Linked DNA regions of Columba livia: region 1 is linked to region 2. A link is a contact called in public Hi-C data. All regions are on one chromosome and are shown on one strand. The core of a region is the stretch at or near the end of the contact, and the rest is flanking DNA. Distances in the headings are between cores, read along the strand shown.

Evidence for each region. Hi-C and Micro-C count contacts between places; a contact is called where the count stands out from the background.
Region 1: a Hi-C map of crop shows a contact between it and region 2, with 3 times the contacts expected there. The contact joins two enhancer-like sites. A contact is called at or near these places in 2 of 2 Hi-C or Micro-C datasets (crop and liver).

Annotation. Positions count from the first base shown.
Region 1 is chr2:72,083,299-72,089,030 of bColLiv1.pat.W.v2, reverse strand. No RefSeq gene overlaps it. Among named protein-coding and RNA genes, the nearest start is that of LY86, 55 kb to the left of the region's middle. Within about 2 kb of position 2,825, at least 2 of the 3 cell types and tissues checked have an H3K27ac peak away from gene starts, as active enhancers do.
Region 2 is chr2:72,014,635-72,021,091 of bColLiv1.pat.W.v2, reverse strand. LOC110366305 (a long non-coding RNA gene) reads right to left here. Exons shown (of 5, transcript XR_002426548.2): 3 at 2,618-2,978; 4 at 1,225-1,305; 5 at 219-793. Among named protein-coding and RNA genes, the nearest start is that of RREB1, 28 kb to the right of the region's middle. Within about 2 kb of position 2,266, at least 1 of the 3 cell types and tissues checked has an H3K27ac peak away from gene starts, as active enhancers do.

The DNA of each region.
Region 1 (5,732 bases), core at 1,576-4,075, 67 kb before region 2:
CTAGTATTTTCACAACTGAGCATTGTAACATCAGCCATCACATTTCAGTCTTGCCCGTAACCTCTGCCTCTGTCTCCTGGTGCTCTGGCCCACCACAACTCCATTACCCAAGCCAGCCTCTCCCAAATGAACATTTATCAACTGAGTCAATCATAAAAGTTTCTTTCCATTAACCACAGGAAAACTGAAGAAATGGTCACAGAGAGAGTACATTTCAAGTGGCCCAAGCATAAGGAGAAACATACATCAGGAGAAATATGTTGGTTCCCAGATCCAGGATGGAGATGCCACCATGTCAGAACACATTCTGTAGGGGTCATATGCCAAACGTCAGTAAAGAGTGCAACACAGTTTGGAAAAAGAAAAACAACATGCTGGATGTATTAACAGGAGAAAAGCCCCCGGGACAAGTGAAGTAATCCTTCCACCCAGAACCGGACAGGCCAGAGCTGAGCTGCTGTCCAGTTTTGGACATAACACTTCAACACCAACCAAGTGGAAAGAGTTCAGAAGAGAGGAGTGAGATAGACTACGAGTCTAGAAAACATGATCGTTGATGAAGGACCAGAAGAACCCCATCTCTCTGAGAACAACACAGTCAATACAGAGTTGCTGGAAGCTCAGTTGCCTACAGAAAACCCCATTTTTTATGGCCACAGTGCACCAGGATGTCCAGAGTGCCAGCGATCACACAGTAGTAGAACAAGAATGCCAGGCAGCTTGCAAATGGCTCCAACTTTCCATCACTTGATGTGGCAGTGGAGAAGAGAAACCAAGCAGTGAGGCAAAACACTTGCAAATCCTGTCACGAAGCATCCGAATTTGTAGTCACTTCATGAGTAAAATGTGTTGCAAAATTAAAGAAAACTGCTGTCATTCCATGAAGTTATTTTGCAGAATGACTGACCCACATATGAAAATACTTTTTAAAATTATTCTAACCAACTGGGCCACACTGCCATAATACCTGAACAGTGTACAATTGCAGGGCCCAGCAGAGGCTACGGAGGGCAACTGACTTGTTTTGCAAAAGGACAGAGAGCTCCAAAAGCTGGTTTGCATGATTCGACCACAGAAACCACAGGATTCTTTGGCTGAATTGAGATCCAAACCAAAATCTTCTGAGTTCAAGCCCACTGCCCTCTCCATCAGAGCCTACACATGCTTCTCACCTTTCATGCTGCTGTTGTTCCCATTTGCCCATTAGGACGAGTAGCACTGTAACTACACATTGCACAGCATGGCAACCTACCTGCATCTCACTGGAAGTAACACAACTTATCCCCCCCAAAATAGGGCTAAACCTAGTTACCTTTGCCCTTGCAGCGAAATTGGGATTCAGAATCCGAGCTGGCAGCTGAAGTCACCTCCCAGCCCAGCCTCTGCAGGGCAGATGCGCATCCATACTGTCTGGGTTAGATTAGGGAAAGCCATTCCTCACTGCTGACATGTACACAGAAACTGAGTGTGGAAATACCAAGAAATATCAAGAAAAATACCCAGTTATCACAGTCCTTGCTGTACAGGGCAGTAAAGGCCTAGCTGCTTTCTGTTTAAATCCTTGTTTGCTTGAGGCATGTGTGTACACAGCTTTCATTTCCTCTCTTCCAGCCCCATGCTCACACAAGCATGCATTTCCCTGGAAGGGGGCTGCCTGGCACTTCTCACCGTTGTTTTCTGACTACAACAAGCAGCCTCTCTAATAAAAAAATAAAAAATAAAAAATATAAGAAATATATAAAAAAAAAAAGAGTTGACTGGAGTCTGACTTTCCCTGCTGGCTTTTCTCTGGTGCCAGCCAGACCCTCTGACCAGAGCTTCATCTATGCTACTGCCATCGCAGTGGCACTCAGGCTGGGTGCCCACAGCACAGCCTAGCAGGCAAAACCCCACTGGCAAATTTGGGTGAATGCTTTGGCAGTGAGTCCTTGCCCCGTCACTGCCCTGGCTGTGCTGACAGGCGAGCCCAGGCTGGGGAGGATAAAGTTAACTCCGCTCCGTCGGCAGAGCCTGCTGGGTAGATTGATTGCCGTGCAGACACATCCCAAATTTCTAAGCCTGCCGGTCAGCCTCAGGACTTGGCAATGACGCCTCCCCAGAGAAATCTGAAAAAATAACTGATTCCATAAAAGTAGCCTATCAGTGTTAACTTCCAAAAGGCTTTTTCCTCTGGTTTATGCTGACAAATGCAAAGGATCTCCCCGCCCAGCTATCGCAACAGTCTTGCCCTGTCAGGACCCACAGCTGCCGAGGAGGAGGTGCAGATTTACTGCACTGGCTTTTGCAGAGTATAACGCTGAGCCTCACGGATCAAGGGTTATGACATTTTTATGGCCTCTCTTCTCCCCCCGGCCCCCCACCCCCAATATGAATATGAAGCAACCGTAAGGAAAAACATCTGGTTTCACTTTTCTTTTCTCCACCACTGTTCCCATCTGACAAAAACCTTAAAAACTTGCCAGTGCTGTAGCAAGTCGTGTGTGCCAGCAGCCTGCAAGGAGCCAAGGCTTTTTCGGTGTCATCTCAAGCGAGAGTACACTGCCCTGAAAGGACCAGCTCCATCATTGCTGGAAGGCAGGACCACCTAGATCTCATCCCCTTGACTGGTGCACTGGAAGCCCTCATCCATGGCTAGAGCAGGCCAAAAGGTTGCTGAAAGGCTGCCCCTCCATCTTGATCTCATTACAGGCTGTATCTCTAGAGGGAAACACGGAGCACTGCAGGGAACACCGTGAGAGGAGGCAACCCCTGCTGCAGGCAGGGAAAGCAGGCTGTGAGAAGTCCTGCCTCACCTCAGAGTCTTCAGAGAGGTTCCTGTGGGGTGGCAAAACGGGCTCACTTTGTTTCTGAGCAGCGGTGTGCTGAGGAAGGCTCATTGCCCACCTCTGTGCTCAGAGTTAGCCTGCACCAGTAAAGATAAATGAGCACAAAAATCCAGGTGGAGGCCCCTAACTTGAAGGAGCTGCCTGCACAGCTCCATGCCGCCTGTCAGGAGAAGAAGGGCAGAAGACTGCAGACTTTGACGTCGGTCTGGCAAAGGTGGCTGAGTGCCTATTTCCACAGCCTGACACCAAGAAACACAGCCTAATTGCTTCCCTTAGGTTATCTATTTTTCCCAAGGAAAGACAAAATTAAAATATTTCCAGGAATCTGAAAGCATTTATCCCTCATCTCTAGGAGAGGAAGGCATCTATGCAACAGGCAGTGTAGCAGCTTTGGAAAACCTCAAGAAAGCATCTCCCTCTTAGTCTCCCATTTCAGCATCTTCAAACCTCCAGAGAAAGCCAAGTGGACTATTTGGACACACCTCACAAAAGAGGGACAGCTGCTGAGTGCTGTTGACTAACAGTGGCTGCCATGGAGGCCATGAGATGTGAGGGTGCTTCACAGGGATGAGGTCCCAGGACTGTGTGGCCACGAGGATCTTATGTTAGGAATTAGAAACAAATCTTAACAGCAGGGCACCCAAATAATGAGACTGGCCTCCAAGAAAGGTCTCTGAGGGACAGGAACCAAAAGTCCTCATGGAGAAGGATATTGAACATCAAGGCGTGCAAATAAGATGTCTGTTTTGTGCTGTGGGCTGCAAGAGAAGACCCAGGGTATTGTTTTCCAGTTTCTTTCTCTCTTTTTGACTGCCCTTCTTGATTACGCCAATAAAAAAACACCACTCCCTCCTCTTATTCTTTTTCTTTGTTTACTTAACTTTTTTCCTCATAGCAACTCTATAAAGCCAAAGCCATCTGATATTTCCAAGTAACCAAGACCATTATTCACTGAAGGCACTGGCCTGGATCCTAATTGCTGTTGGTCTCATACTCAACACAGGCGTTGTGAACAGCTGTAAAGATCTCTGTACAGCACTCCACTCATGTCAAGCTGACCCTAATTCTTACAAGCCCCCTAGCATACAAATAAAAGTTCATCAACACACTGCCAGAAAAAATAGGTGTGCTAGGTATGCTTTGGAAAGACAAACAGCAGCAAGAGAGGGGACAAGGTGGAAACACAGTTATACACCCTTTTCCAAAGTATGCTAAGTGGAAGCAGGTGAAAGGAGTCGGTGGTCACTGGGATCTGCAGGCCACATGATGGGATGAAGAGACCTTCCATCTGAGTGACATTAGGACAACGGGAACTTTCCGGATCATGTCCCAGTGCCCAGAGAATATTTGAGGAGGAGGAGGCGGGAGCATTCCCCTTCCCACATTACTCTTCCAAGCCTTTGTTCCAGGCATGCTGCTGTTCTGGTGTTACCTGATTTCTTCATCCTATTTTCCTCTATCCACACAAAGGGCCTGTGTTTCATATGAACCTCTGTTTAAGGCTAAAGAGCATCACAACTGCCAGATAACAACTTCGCGTAACACTAGTGAAGTCTGTGCTTTGCACCTCTCCTTGCCAGAGTCATATAAAGGAGAAAAGGACAGGGCAGCAAAGCATGTGACAAAGTGCTTTTGATTTTAATCTGCTTCACTTCTATAACTAGGTGAATGCAAAGAAAAAAAATTCATAGTGCAAGAACCTGACTATTTCACAACAAAAAAGATAGTCACTAAAATATCTTTTGGGGTTTTTTTCAAAATACAGTCCAAGCCAGAGATGGGGGGTGTGGGGAAGTCAAATTTCTTACCAGCTCCCTAGAGAGTTAGGCACTTATAACACTCCCTCATCTTCTATTGCCCTTATTCTTCAAATCCTGGCCATCCCCTGTGTGATTTTACGTTGCCCTCTGCTCTCCTTCCCATCTATCACCCAGCATCTCCCTTTCCCACTCGCTTCCTCCTCTCCTCTGATCCGCTCATGCATTCCAGCTTCCCTTGCTCATCCCAAAGTTTGCTGGAACATCAGCATTCCTCTGATGCCTTCAGCCCCTCATCCCACGTGGCTTGTGTGCCCTGCCAAGGGGCTCCCATCTTGACAGCGGGGCTGCAAGGAGCCTAAACCAGCCACTTCTCTTGGCCGAGACGATTCAGCCATGCAGAAGAGCAGAAACTTCGGCAAGAGATTTCAGCCTAGCTGGGGGAGGCAAAGAAGGCACAGTGTAAAAGTCCATTGCTACATACCAGGAGCTGGAAATCAGTACAGCTGGTACTGTGTGTTCAGCTCTCAGCCAAAGTCCTTTCTCCCAAGGTTGTGCTGACAGACTACAAAAACAACGGCTGAAAGCACAGCATGAAAGCAAGCGATGGGGAACTCGCCCCAGAAGAAAGAATCCATGAAGAGGAAGGTTTAACGTGTTTTGTTTAGATGTCAACACCTTGGCAGGGATTTGTCAGGAGGAAGAATGAAAGGTGTTAATCCAACATACACCTAATGCTTCTTGATGCACACTTGTATTTCTCCCAGCCCTTCCACATAAGTGCTCTTAATGACTGACATTTCAGAAGGACATCCCAGACCCACTCATCTGATCCAAGACAGGAGATATGCTGCAAATGAAGACATGTGTCAAGTAAATTTTTACCAGGAACAAATACTTGCTATTGTTCTGGATGGCTGCTATGCCACACTACATTCTTCCTGGCATGCTACAGTGGATAAATATTCTCGGAAAAGTAAGTAGATTTCTGCCATCACAAATGGCTGATAAACACTGCAGGCCGCTGAACCCTGGGTCCTCATTTCTTCTTGCCAAGCTGGAGCCTGTACCCTGGGTAGGACTAGGCACACAGCTGGCCTCTCATGTATGCTAGCAGGACAAAAGGGCTAGAGAGGCAGATAAATAACAG
Region 2 (6,457 bases), core at 1,017-3,516:
TGCATCTCCCTTTTAACCTTACAGGAACTTCACTTTCAGATCTGTATTCTTTTGCCAAACTGACTGACAAATGGTTCCACATTTTTGGAGAGGTGCGGAGGTATAGCCCATGGAATCACATACACAGACATACACACACAGCATGAATTCAGACACATTATTTTACTAGGAAAGTTACTGGCAAAAGTGTCCTATGTGAAAAACAGGAGAGGAAAAGAGGGAGAGAAAAGCTGAAAATGCCTTGTGTTCATTTTCAGGAATTTGTAAAGTCATTGGAGGCGGATACATAAAGGCATCCATGAACATCTGAGGAGTCACTGCCTTCCAACACACTAGTGACACTCAGGGACTCGGAATAATCAGATAATCAGACCAGTGACATCATATCAAGTGACAAATGAGTCAGTAATGATAATCAGATCTGAAATAAATTTATTTCCTCCTAAAACAAACACAAAAGCTGATTTTCAGTTACATAAGATGCAAAACAAGTTCGAAACTCTAGAAGATACCGTTTAAATACACCTGAATCAATGTCTGTAACTCACTGATACAGAGGGAGGGGACCTTGTTTTAAAGCTGCGTTTCCATGTTGCTCTTTAGCTTCCTGACCACTCCTCAGTTGCAATATATCTAACTATGTTTAAATTGCCTGCCAAGGAAAGTAAAGCAGAGGTACCTCAATAAGGAAACAACCAGCCACGTATCTATACAATGTTCAGAACAAATGCTCTGATGGTGTAGAAACCTCATGATGTATCTAGCATCACATAAACTTCCCGGATGGTTTTGCCTGAAAGGAAAAACATGTATGTATGAGCAGGGATACTGTTCAGAGATGCAAAAACAGGTTTATAATATTCCATCTTGTTTTCTTCAGCACAAAAATAAGGCCTGAAGAACACATGCCAGATATTTATTTCTGACAACTGGCAATAACTTTGTGCATTTCAAATGCCAGCAAGGGAATTTCTCAAGTGATTGAAAGGTACATAAAGGTCAAAAAGCTCAGAAGTCTTGTCAAGGATGATAAAACTTTGCTGAATTTGTTAAACTTTTGCTCCCATTAAATTTTCACCACAACAACCATTCCACTTGACATATGCCTAAATTTGTCCAGATTTTGGGGCAAGAAATAAGTGACCAAGCAAACCATCAGAAGATAAACTTGGAATCACCGAAGAGGCCCACTCAAAGCCTTGCCATGGCAGGGTTGTATCTCACCAGGATCTTCCAGTGGTCAATTCCAGTAGCAACATTTGGGTTGGCGCACGGTGCCAGTGAGTCAGCATTCTTAAGTTACAACTGAGAAAACAAGAAAAAAAAAAATAGAGCCCAAATCCCAAATTTTAGCACAAATCAACCTCCTCCCCATTCCCTCCCACAACTCTGCCCTCTTCTCTTAAACTGACAGTTCAGAAAACAGACAGGGTGCTGCTGCTTTCTGCCTAGTATCCTCTGCCCTGCTTGTGCATGTGCTTATCCAGCAACAGGCATTAATAGTGAAATGGAATTACATTCCACTGCTCTAGAGCATGAGCACAGCCCTGGGTGGGGCTGTTGGTGGATCAGATCTTAATAAGGTGTCCAATTTATAATCTAGCCGGGTGAGGAGCAACTGGCGCTCAGAATGAATAGCTCTTCTGTGTTACCATCTCCTGAGGCTGCCTGCCTGGCCAGCCTGCCTCATCCTTTCTCTCTCTCTCTCTCTCACAGATGTTACTCTTTTCACTAACTTTTTTGCTGTTTCCCAGACTGGAAATATAAAGAGGAAGGAAGATAAGAAGTATCCACCCGTATGTGGCTGGACGCTGCAAACTGCAGCAAAATGAGCCAACTCTCTGTTAGCTTAATGGGAAATAAACCTCTGGTATTTACTTAGTCCAAGAAAGCTTCATTTCAACTTAGGATACTTCTCCCAGGGACCCTCTTTGTGCCAAGAGATGTCTTTATAAGGAACGTTCTGTGGGACACCAGGCACTACACACAGTGTGCAGCCCATGGGGCAAGGAGGAATGGTCAGATGCTGGGGAGGACAGGAGATAAGCAAAGGGATGCAATTCCCAGTCTGATGCTCTCTCTGGTTTTGTTCTTAAACCCCTGCTGTTAACGTGATGCCTGGTGCCCTGCCGAGGAAGCGCGAAGTTAATGAACTGAGCCTTTCGAACAGCCAGACCAGCTCCCCCGGACGTTGTTTCCGACACGCACACCCCCGAGATGCCACCACCGCCTTCACCGCCGAGTCGGCACTTTTCCCCTCTCAGAGCAGCGCAGCCGCAAGCTCTCTCCACATGGGCAGTCGAACTGCACCCCGCACACCCGGCCAGGCTGCGAAGGGGACTGCGGAGGGGGGGGGCGAAAGGACCCTGCGGACCCGCGGCGGGGAGGGGCGGGGCGGTGGCGGCCCCGCCCCCGCACGGCACGGCGCACGGCGCAGCGCCCCCTGGCGGCACGCCCGAAGCCGGCCGCATCCCGTCACAGCGACCTGGCGGAGCCCCCGGGCCGGATCCTGCCTGACGGGAACACCTGCCCGGGCGGGCAGAATGGCACCCTGAAATGGGAGCAAAGTCACGTCTGTAATTACCCTAATTAATTTTCAAGAAGCGCCGTGATTTACCGTGCAGGTGGGAAACAGTCAGAGCCACCGCTTGAAGGACCAGCCGTCCTCGCCTGCAGCAAGACCTGCAGGAAGACTCAGCACTGTGGTTCTGCAAAGGCTGGCGGTGTGGTTGAGCATCCCTCGCTCCCGTCTCCCATCTCCAAGGCAGTTCTCTGCCCAAAGACTCACCCTGCACCAGCAGACTTGTCATAGAGCCCCCCGTACCTCCAGGAGATATATTTAAATAGATTTCCTTTCTACGGTGATGATCTAATCTGACCTCTCACTAAGTGCAAATCTGTAGCATGCTGCAATGAGGAATGACTGCTCCTCGGTACTGTCTCTGTGCTGGCACTACATTGTGCAGAATGACTCCCATCTGTAGGGAAAAAAACAGAAAAAAAGAAGTTTAAATACAAGTCCACCTGAAAACTCTCCATCATTCTGTGTTTTCCCTCTTGCCAGAGAGAAATGAAAGGTGATATGACCAGCCACTTGATCAATCCTTGTCAGGGTCGAGGGCATCTGGCTCCTGTAGGATTTCTTTTTTTTTTTTTTTTTAATAGTAGGAGCCTGTTTCTAGGACCACTGTCTCTTTTGCAGCAGGATGCTGTTTTCAGGATCTGACTTAAAATGAACTCCAGAAGACCAGAGAGAAAGAAGAAGCAGGGACTGTGCACTCGACTTCCTGGAAAAGACACCCGAGCTGTTCTGATGGCCTCCTGCAACCGCAGTCCATCCGGCTCATCCCAGCAATCGCCAGCACTGTGGCCTCAAAGGGCACGGTCGGTGGCCTGCAGCTGGCCTGGGGAGTCTGCCTGGTTTGGGCAGTGAAATGCACAGTGTTTTCAATTAATAGCCTGCTTAGCAGCCACATCATGGTCTGTGAGAAATGCTGAGTGTCATTAGCAGCCTCCTGGTCCAGAATGTTTGGGAGGATTGCCGTTCTGTCCCCATCCGGATGGGGTCTTTGCATCTGGGAGGAATGCCTGAGATGGAGAGCACAGAAGGGTAAGCTGGACCAGAGTAACCAGTATGCTATTGGGAAAAAAAATAGAAAAAAAAAAGAAAAAAAAAAGATGTCAACAACTTCTATGGGCCTAATTGTTTCTTCTCAAACAGATTGTTAGCTGATGTGAATCAGGGTAGCTCTACTGAGTAAACCAAAGAATGGAAAGGGGGAAGGGGACAGCCTTGGGATCAGAAAGGCACAATATCCCCATTGATTGCTGGCTACTGAGTAACATTAACTTATTGCCACCACCCCCCCGACACCAAAAGATAGTGGCACTAAGAGAGATGGAGAGACACAGAGAGGCAAATAGTGAGACTGCGTTTCTGCAAACACCACCATGCAAGGCCACCTGAAGGACCGGGCCTTGACTCCCTCTCTCTGCAGCTCCTGCTCTTGCCCTGCTGCTCAGCTCTATCTTGAAACTAAATTGCATAAAACTAAGCTGATTAAGAAACAGATATTTTCTGAGCCAGATTGCTTCCTTGGTCCGGTCCACCTTTCAGCCACGTGCACTCTGGACCAGGTATGAAGAAAATACAGCTGCTTCTTTCAGCATCAGTGCCAGCTTGAGCTTGCCATCAGACTGCAGTCTAGTGAAACACCGGGAAATCCCACAGAGAGCAAAAGATGAGGAAGCTGTACTTTAATTTCAGCAAAATACTGAACACAGACAAAGATCAGGCAATGAGTGAGTGATGCAAATGCACCTAGTCACATTTCTCCACTGGACCTTCAAGAGAAAAAGAGGTAAAACATCAAGCACAAAGGGCAGCCTGAGTTCTCCAAACACAAAGTCAGGACAAGCCAAATCCTGTCCAATTGCACAACATTAAAGAGTGATTCTGTGCTCTCTTACCTTGTGCTAAGAGAACAGCAATGTTCTGACCTGCAGTGATTTATGTGTAGCAAATTCATGCTCATAAACAAGTGAGAGGAACCAAAATCTCATGCCCTAATCCTTCCAAGTAAAAACCTTCATAGGCATGCAACATTTAGCTGAGCTAGCTGTTGAAGGAGGTAATGTTTATCCTTATTTGAATACAAAAAAAACACCAAAACAAGAGAAACAGTGCTCAAAGGGCTCTTCTCCTTCACATTTGCAAATACTGCTCCAAAATAAAAAAAAAAAATTGCTTCACATGCTTTACAAACATTAGTTAATTTAGCCTGATGTCTCCCCAGCTGGACAGGTGTTATGATCTCCACTGAACATATGAGCAAGCTGAGCAAGAGCTGGCCCTGGTTTTTTGAAGTAGCATCTAATTTTCAGTGCGCTTTCGCGTACAGGCAGCTTCTCTTAATTTTGGCTAGAGTTGTAAGTGATTAATATATGTGCAAGACAGATTTGGGGTATCTCAAGATACAGGGCTAAAATTAAAGACTATGCTTGAAAACGTGAAGCTAAAGGACTTGCCCACGGCTGGGCAAGGCAGGAAATCTGTTTCAGGATCAGGAAAATAAGCCAAGTCTTCAGATTCCTTGGGGCTTGTCTCCACAAGAAACATGGGGAAGCAACATAAAATTGCAGCATGCCAGAAACATTCTCCCCAGATGGACCCTTCAGTGTTCGCTGCTTTCAAAGAGCAAATTTTAACACCTCTATAAATTCATCTCTTCCCCACAAACACAGAGAGACTCACTTCTCACTGCTGAATACCATGGCTTATTGCCACTTTCTAAACTGAAAGGTGATGGTGACAAAAGAAGGATGTTGTGACTCAGGAGGTAGCAATGAGAAAGCCAAGCGTAAAGTTTCACTTTAGTTTCAGCAGCAAACTTCCCCACGAAGATGCTCTTGGTTTGCAATCAGCGATGAAGTAGCTCACACACATTTCAAAGACCAGTGAGCTACCTCCCACTTAGCATACACAAAGATTACGTCTAACCATTTTAAGCAGACGCAGATGATCTGAATAGCTGCCCCCATTAGCTGGAGCACGATGCCAGCCCAAAGGAGGAGCTGTGTAGTTTCATGCTAGAAATTAGCAGCAGCTCTCCCTGCAATAAAGTCTCTAGAGATTATCTAACAATGGACATACAGTGACCTGGGCTACAGATGCATCCTCCCCAAGAGAAGGTGGTGGTGGAAAAGGCTATCCTCCCTGCCTGGTGTTACCATCCCTTCAGGTCTCCTTTGCTGAACTGTGCATGGATACTTCTCACATTTTGTCAGTCTGAATGAGGTAGGTTAGCAGAAGCCTAGTATTTCAATGTTGTAAGCTACTACCCAACACAAGAGAGGAATTGGTCACCCCACAGCCTGCTCTCTGAATCTGAAGCAGCAGGAACCTCCAGCATCAGGAAAGAGATGGAGATAGCAACTTCTGCTACAGCTTACATGAACATCTACGGCCTAAGTGCAAGGTGATAGTGACCAAGATCATACTCTGGCTCTTCATATGCTAGCTTGCACATGGAGATGAGCCTGGTGTTGATGCATTAGGCTTGGTTAACATTTTAAATGGTGCGGAGATAGCTTTGCCATTATTTAAATTCTCAGACTGGTGTGATACACCTTAACTGACAAAAATCAGCATTGCCTGTGTCTGCCAGAACTGGTGGTTCCAAAGGAAGAAGATATTGTGCTGCAGTGGGTACCCTGCAGTGAGGGTGGCAGCTGACCACAGTGTGACCACCCAGTAGGTGCATACACTGCAGGGGCAGGCGTGAGGTCACTTTATGGGTCTTGGTGACTTGAAAAGAGTAGGAACACCAGAAGAGACGTGACAGGTTACGGACCCACATCTGTTCAGACCGAAGCAGAGCCCCATGGTGTAGCTCCCCGTCATCCTTCACATACCCACGGACACACTTAACACTTGGCTGTCCCATGACACTGAATC